Regions from separate parts of the Ovis aries genome. Here region 2 is linked to region 1. Evidence: chromatin contacts called from public Hi-C data. All regions are on one chromosome and are shown on one strand. The core of a region is the stretch at or near the end of the contact, and the rest is flanking DNA. Distances in the headings are between cores, read along the strand shown. Region 1 overlaps DLC1 (DLC1 Rho GTPase activating protein). Region 2 overlaps DLC1 (DLC1 Rho GTPase activating protein).

What was found. Hi-C and Micro-C count contacts between places; a contact is called where the count stands out from the background.
Region 2: a Hi-C map of liver shows a contact between it and region 1, with 2.4 times the contacts expected there. The contact joins two enhancer-like sites. A contact is called at or near these places in 3 of 16 Hi-C or Micro-C datasets (liver, mixed tissues and tail adipose tissue).

The regions. Positions count from the first base shown.
Region 1 is chr26:22,804,440-22,807,959 of ARS-UI_Ramb_v3.0, reverse strand. All of the region lies in intron 4 of DLC1 (DLC1 Rho GTPase activating protein), which reads right to left. Among named protein-coding and RNA genes, the nearest start is that of C26H8orf48, 210 kb to the right of the region's middle. Within about 2 kb of position 1,734, at least 4 of the 54 cell types and tissues checked have an H3K27ac peak or open chromatin away from gene starts, as enhancers often do. A contact at or near this core is called in liver, where this site is marked.
Region 2 is chr26:22,893,549-22,897,068 of ARS-UI_Ramb_v3.0, reverse strand. The region is part of intron 5 of DLC1 (DLC1 Rho GTPase activating protein); the gene reads right to left. Among named protein-coding and RNA genes, the nearest start is that of C26H8orf48, 300 kb to the right of the region's middle. Within about 2 kb of position 1,983, at least 1 of the 54 cell types and tissues checked has an H3K27ac peak or open chromatin away from gene starts, as enhancers often do. A contact at or near this core is called in liver, where this site is marked.

The DNA.
Region 1 (3,520 bases), core at 485-2,984:
GCTATGCTAAGTCGTTTCAGTCGTGTCCAACTCTGTGTGACCTTATGGACTGTAGCCCACCGGGCTCCTCTGTCCATGGGATTCTCCAGGCAGGAATACTGGAGTGGGTTGCCATGCCCTTCTCCAGGGGATCTTTCCAACCCAGGGGTCGAGTCCAGGTCTCCTGCATTAGCAGGCAGATTCTTTACCATCTGAGCCAACAAGGGAATTTGCCCTCTAGTATTATTGCCTGATTGTTATATGTATGCTAATCTTGTTACTAAAACAAAACTATAAACAAGGGAATGTGTGGACGAGGGAACGGAACTTACGTTATGTTTAGAATAATGCACAAAATTTACCCTAGTCTGGGTCCCTGTGTAACCTCTCTGCTGGTCCCTTCCCATTCCCTAAGCATTTCACATACTTTCCTGTTGCAGGGCCTTTGCGCATATTTCCTATCTAGAATTCTCCTCTTCTGACTCTTTTCATCCCCACGAATGGCTTCTTCTCATCATTCAGGCATTACAACATCCTAGAGAGGCCTTTCTAGATTATCCTACTAAAAGATTTACTTCCTCTTATCTCTGTTTTTCCTATTACTTTCCTTATCACAATGCAGTCATTCATTTACTCCACAATGATGCATATTTGCCTACTCTGTGCATGGTAATGGCATACAATAGTTGGTCTCCAGGAGACTACACTTTCGGGGTAGAAACAGGACTCATACACTCTCATAAATCATTGCAAATTCCTAATCCTGTTAAGATCTATGAATGAGAGCCTGTGGAGTTAACCTGTAAGTATCTGACTTTGGATTTCTTTGTGGTTTGTTATCTGTCTCCCGCTTGAATATGTGTTTCCTAAGGGCAGAGTCCTGGCTTTCTATCTGGTTCTCCACTGTAGCCTCACAGTACGCACATTTAACAGATGTTATTGAATAAATGAATGCCAAGCATTTACATTTACTCTTTCTGTTATACGTCATGGTGACCAGGAGAACTACGTACCATTATCCTAATTTCACGGATTAACAGCACTGACGCTCAGATAAGACATTAGTTCTGGGTTGTGAAACTGGTGACGGAAACAGAAGTTGAACTAGCTTATATTCCAGGTTATTGCTCTTTCTATTTCACAAAAGGTACGGGAGACAAAGAAAAAATGACTGTAAATTGCGTTACTCTGATGTAGAACGTAAGCGGTCATTTTCCTGTGCAAAAATGAAAACAAACCAACCGACCTGCTACCATGCAAAAGAATCTTACAACTTTACTTTCCAATGGCATTGCAGGATCAACAAACTCTAACCTTGCCAAGCAAGCTCAAATATTTCTGGTGTTTAGTGATTGCAAAATTGGATTTTGTTTGGATCTCTTTATATTTGGCACCAAAACAGCAACTTGAACAATCAAGAGCAAAGCTGTATGCTTGTGTGGCATTTGCTTGACTTGGCTAAAGGAAACCAGGTACAAAGGTACATACTCTCTTAACTCTCTGTTCTCTAAGTTCTCAGAAACTGGGAAGAAATGCCTACAGTCGTTTCTTTATTATGTTGCATGCGTGTTAGCAGGGAGGGACTTGCACGTGTGTGTGCGTGTGCGTGTGTGCATGTGCAAGTGTGCGTTTTGCTCACATATTTGTTTTTATATCCTCTGGTTTTCCCTCCGAGATCTCTCCTTTCAGATCTCGGATAATACAGGGCTAGCCTCCAGCTTAAGAGAAAAGCCAAGAGCTCACGGGGAGCCAGAGAGTACTAGTAAAGTGGTTTCTGGCTGAGATTCTCAGGTGACACTCTGAACTTTGCACAGAATGTCAGCCTGTCAGCTTTATTTTCAGATGTGCTCCCGGCAGCTTGCTTCCCTCCTCACAAGCATTGTTTTCAAGTGTCCAGGTCTCTGGTAATGCCACTCCTAGTCCTCCTCGTGTTGGTGACCTTAAGTACTGGAACAAAGCAATCTCTAAACTCAAGGAGATTTCCTTCTTGGAATCGAGTTAGGTGATTTTTAAATTTATCACATGCTAAAGACTTCTTTCCAATCTTCCAAAGATCAATCAAAACTAAACATCTTCCCCCTAATTAAATAAAAGCATGTTTATCTTAAGAAAAATTGTCTCATATTTCTAATTCAATTACCTGTAAACCATCAGAACAATAAGAGCTAATTGTTGCCTACAAATCTCTTTTTGAGTTTGTTAAAAGCTAACTGAAAAGTTTTCCCTTCATATTTAAGTAACCTCATATTCTGCCAAGGATTAAGTTTGGTATGTTTGAGATTGGATGATAAATCAGTGCCCAGAGACTTTCAACAGTTTCTTCATCTGGGACAAATGTCCTCCTGTTCTGATAAGTAATTTACATTTAATCCAATCTACATTCCATTAGTATAATCCTTAGCCATCTAACTCCATTTTTAATTTCCATTTCACAATCTCTATCCTATTACTAGCTTTCATGTATGTCAAGAGAGTACCCTGTAGGAATACATTTGTTGACACAAACAGGGAAAAATTACTTTGAGTTAAACTGATTACTCCTGGTCTTTGCAATGAGTCGCACACTGGGCTATGGAATCTAATCAGTCAAGTGACCATGTGGCTTGTGCTAAGGTGATGTAGAAGGAGCTGATCCTTTTGTGGTGTGTATCCTCCCTTGTCGGAGAAGGCAATGGCACCCCACTCCAGTACTCTTGCCTGGAAAAATCCCATGGACGGAGGAGCCTGGTGAGCTGCAGTCCATGGGGTCGCTGAGAGTTGGACACGACTGAGCAACTTCACTTTCACTTTTCACTTTCATGCACTGGAGAAGGAAATGGCAGCCCACTCCAGTGTTCTTGCCTGCAGAATCCCAGGGACGGGGGAGCTTGATGGGCTGCCGTCTACGGGGTCGCACAGAGTCAGACACGACTGAAGCAATTTAGCAGCAGCAGCAGCAGCATCCTCCCTTGTAGGAGGACTTACTGGTCTCAGTTCACCTGAAGACACCACGGTATTTCCCGGATCTTCTGGAAGGTAAATGATTCTGTGCCTTCATCCTGCAATAGATGTGATCAGCCCTCAAACACAAGGCACCTTGGAGTACATGGGATTCAAATGCAGAAGGTGCCACAGATGTCAATTTTGAGAATCTGGGCGTCTGCCTTCCTCAATTAACCTCCTACAACACCTTCATTGTGTACCTCGGAGCAAGCAGCCTTGAGACGGTGCTGCTGCTGGGTTTCCAGACATGTGTCATTTCCACTGCATGCTTAGTAGGGCATAACCGCCTGAAGTGGGGAGACGGGAATGTGAGGCATGTCTCACTGAGGAGGAGGGTTTTTATTTTAAAAAATATCACTCAACTGCTAATGGAAACGTCAACCTCCCAGCCCTATTCTTAAAAATAAATAAATACAAGGAGTTCCTCGTGTGAGAGGCACATTAGGGACACAAGATATTCATTTCCATGAAGTCACTCACAGCAGGCCTGTCTGGAAAAATCCTTTCATCTTCTGGGATGGGAGGGGTGGGGGGAACGGTACCAGCAAGAAGGTTTAAA
Region 2 (3,520 bases), core at 734-3,233, 89 kb before region 1:
ATGGACATGGTGAATATCAGAATCATACAGGACGGGGCCTCTCCTTTTGAAGTGAAGCAAAAAGGTAAAATAATTCTACTGGGCTAGATGGCCTCATTCCCTTTCTGAAAAATACCTCAACAGAATCTTAACTATTAATAAATTAATGGATCACTTTTAATCCTTTCCTCAAGCTATGTTCAAGTGGCTTTGAATATATTTCTTTGGAATTGTTCATTTATCTTGTTTTACTCCTGTCTCAATTATTTCTTTCTCATTTTCTGTAGTTGACTCATTTTCTATACTGACATTTTTAGCAAAGAGATAATAAAAATGATAGAGAATGGAAAGAGAAAGTAATGGTGCTCCCATAATTTTTTAATATAATAATTTCAAATTTTATTTTGTTATGATTTCAGAAAGTTAAAATATTTTAAATTTCTATAGAAAAACATACATGGATACCTCACCAATACTAATGCTAAAAAAATAATGCATATATAATTTATATTTTCCTATAAATATAAATTTTCTTTCTTATAAAATAATAGGCTATCTAATGGTAAAATAAATTATAGGTACAGTAAAAACTTTAGAAGGAAGTGATCTCCTTTTTCTTAGTCTTAATTTTCTTTTAATTTTAAATTCTTCCTTTTATTCTTTTAGTTTCCTATCCGTTATTCTTCACAATGTAAAATTCCAGTATTTTATTAATTAAAGGAGTCTAACATTATGACCAGAGAAGGCAATGGCAACACACTCCAGTACTCTTGCCTGGAAAATCCCAAGGACGGTGGAGCCTAGTAGGCTGCAGTCTATGGAGTCGCTAAGAGTCAGGCACAACTGAGCGACTTCACTTTCATGCACTGGAGAAGGAAATGGCAACCCACTCCAGTATTCTTGCCTGGAGAATCCCAGGCATGGGGGAGCCTGGTGGGCTGCCGTCTATGGGATCGCGCAGAGTCGGACATGACTGAAGAGACTTAGCAGCAGCAGCAGCATTATGACACAGAATTATAGTCATGTAATTTCTCTGCTTACTCAGGTTTAAAGTTTATTATGACTACCATGGATTGTTTTTAAATTGTATTTATTTTAATTCATACCAGCTATTTTATGGATAATCTTATTGAGATCTGCATCAAAAAGAAATAACCTCTCACCGATTTTGAATTATAAGGCTTCCTTCTGGAAAACAAATAATATATTAAAACTGTTTATTTTACCTTTCTGTATGTCCACTGCCACAAGTCTCAGTAAGGAATGCCAGGTATGGATTATCCTTTGGATTATAACAATTAACAATAACCTCAAATAACATGCTACACTAATATAAATCATAACTAATTCTGGATGATAGCTGAACGGTATACTCAAGCATATACACTCAGGAATAATTTCAAAGTCAGACCAAATAGGAATCCAAATATTTGTCTATGTTAATGTAACCTATTGATTACACCCTTCTAATAAATGTTTTATATTGTGATAAGACCTGCAACAGTGCCAATACTAAAAGGCTGGGATGTTTTTGTGAAAAAACTCTTTTACAGGTTGACTTAGCTTTTGTCCACGAAGGGATCCTCGTCTTCTCTTCTCACTCTCTCTCTCTCACACACACACATAAACACATACACGAATACAGTGTTTTTCAGAAAATGTAAAATAGATAATGCAGGACTGTAATCTCTAAAAGGTCAAAAAAGCAAATAGATGAGCTATCCTATTGCCCCACCTTACTGCCTGGGAGACATTTCTGGGTCATGGAGCAGAAATAGGAAAGCCACACACAACCTGACAGTCTTGAGGGGAAAGAGATCAGAGTTTGTGGGACTGAAGCAGGGCAGAAGGCACGGCATAGAGAGTGAGCTTAGGAGGTCTGCAGAGGGGTCTCCCCAAACGCTTGACTGAATGCTCATTGGCACATGTATAAGAAGGAGCTCTCCAAAGCCAGGGAAAGAGGTATGGGAGGTCAGGAGGCAGATAACTTCCTGGAGCTAATGAAGTGAAAGTGAAAGTCGCTCAGTCGTGTCTGACACTGTGCACCTGTAGAGCCCGTGGAATTCTCCAGGCCAGAATACTGGAGCGGGTGGCGTTTCCCTTCTGCAGGCAATTTTCCCAGCTCAGGGATCAAACCCACGTCTCCCACACTGCAGGCAAATTCTTTACCAGCTGAGCCACAAGGAAGCCCCTTTCACTTTCACTGAAGCCTAGGATTGCTTCTGTTCCCACCAGTTGGCATAAGGAGTCCTCAGGTAATCTGGGGCACTGGATGAAATCCCCAAAAGAGTTATGTGTCAGTAGGGGGACTAAATTAGTGTCAGAAAAATGGCTGCTACTGACCTGCCAGCAGAAGAAAGGAAATAATAAAATAAGACAGAAATCATGGAAATTGAAAATGGACAAATGATAGAGAAGATCAAATCTATTTCTTTGAAAATAATCAATAAAATTGATTAACATCTATTTGGGTTAACTAGAAATAAAAATTAAGTTTAACAAGGTCATAAGATTCAAGGTCAACATAAAATAATCAGTTGTATTTCCATATACTAGCAATTAACGACTGTAATTAAAATAAATGCCACTTATGATATGATTAAAAAATATAAACTACTTAGAGACAGATTTAACAACTACTTAGAGACAGATTTAACAAATATGTAGACAAAAACATATACATTAAATGCTATAAGAAACTGCTAAGAGAAACTAATGACTGAAATAAATAGCGACATATACCATGTTCATGGATTTGAAAACTCAAAATTGTTAGGGTTTTCCCCATAATAATCTCCCCTTAATAATACATAGATTCAACATGAAAACAATGAAAATTCCATGAGGGTTTTTAAAAAAAACTTGACAAGTTGATTCTAAAAAGTATTTTTGAAAATACAAATGACTATATGAACCTAAAAAGACTTTTAAAAAGAAGAGCAATTTTTAGATGATTTACACTACCTGATTTCAAGATTGACTATAAATCTTCAGTAATCAATTCAAGGAAGGATGATACTGATTTTAAGGATAGACATATAGGCCAATGGAACAAAATAAAAATTCCCAAAATAGGTCCATACTTACTACACATTCAGTTGATTTTTGATAAAGATGCCAAGGTAAGCCATTGGGGTAAGATAATTATTTTCAAATGTTGCTGGGATAACTGGGTAACCATATGGGAAAAATGAATCTCCACACTTACCTCACACTTTAAGCATTAAGTCTAAATGGACCATGAACCAGAAACCTAAATGTAAAACTCTAAGACTCATAGGAGAAATTTCGTGACTTTAAGTTAAGTAAAGCTTTCCTAGGCCTTGATAAACATGAATCATAAAAAAAGAAAAGAGAGAGAACAAAATAGAACAAAAACCTCTGTTCTTTTAAAAGGTCAATGAAGAAGAGAGAAATACAAGCTACTAGCTGGGAAGAAATATTTGTAAAGCATATATCATAAACAACTTGTTTTTGGAATGTATGAAGAATCTTATGATTCAGTAACACAAAGGCAAATAACCAGGCTTTAACAATGGGG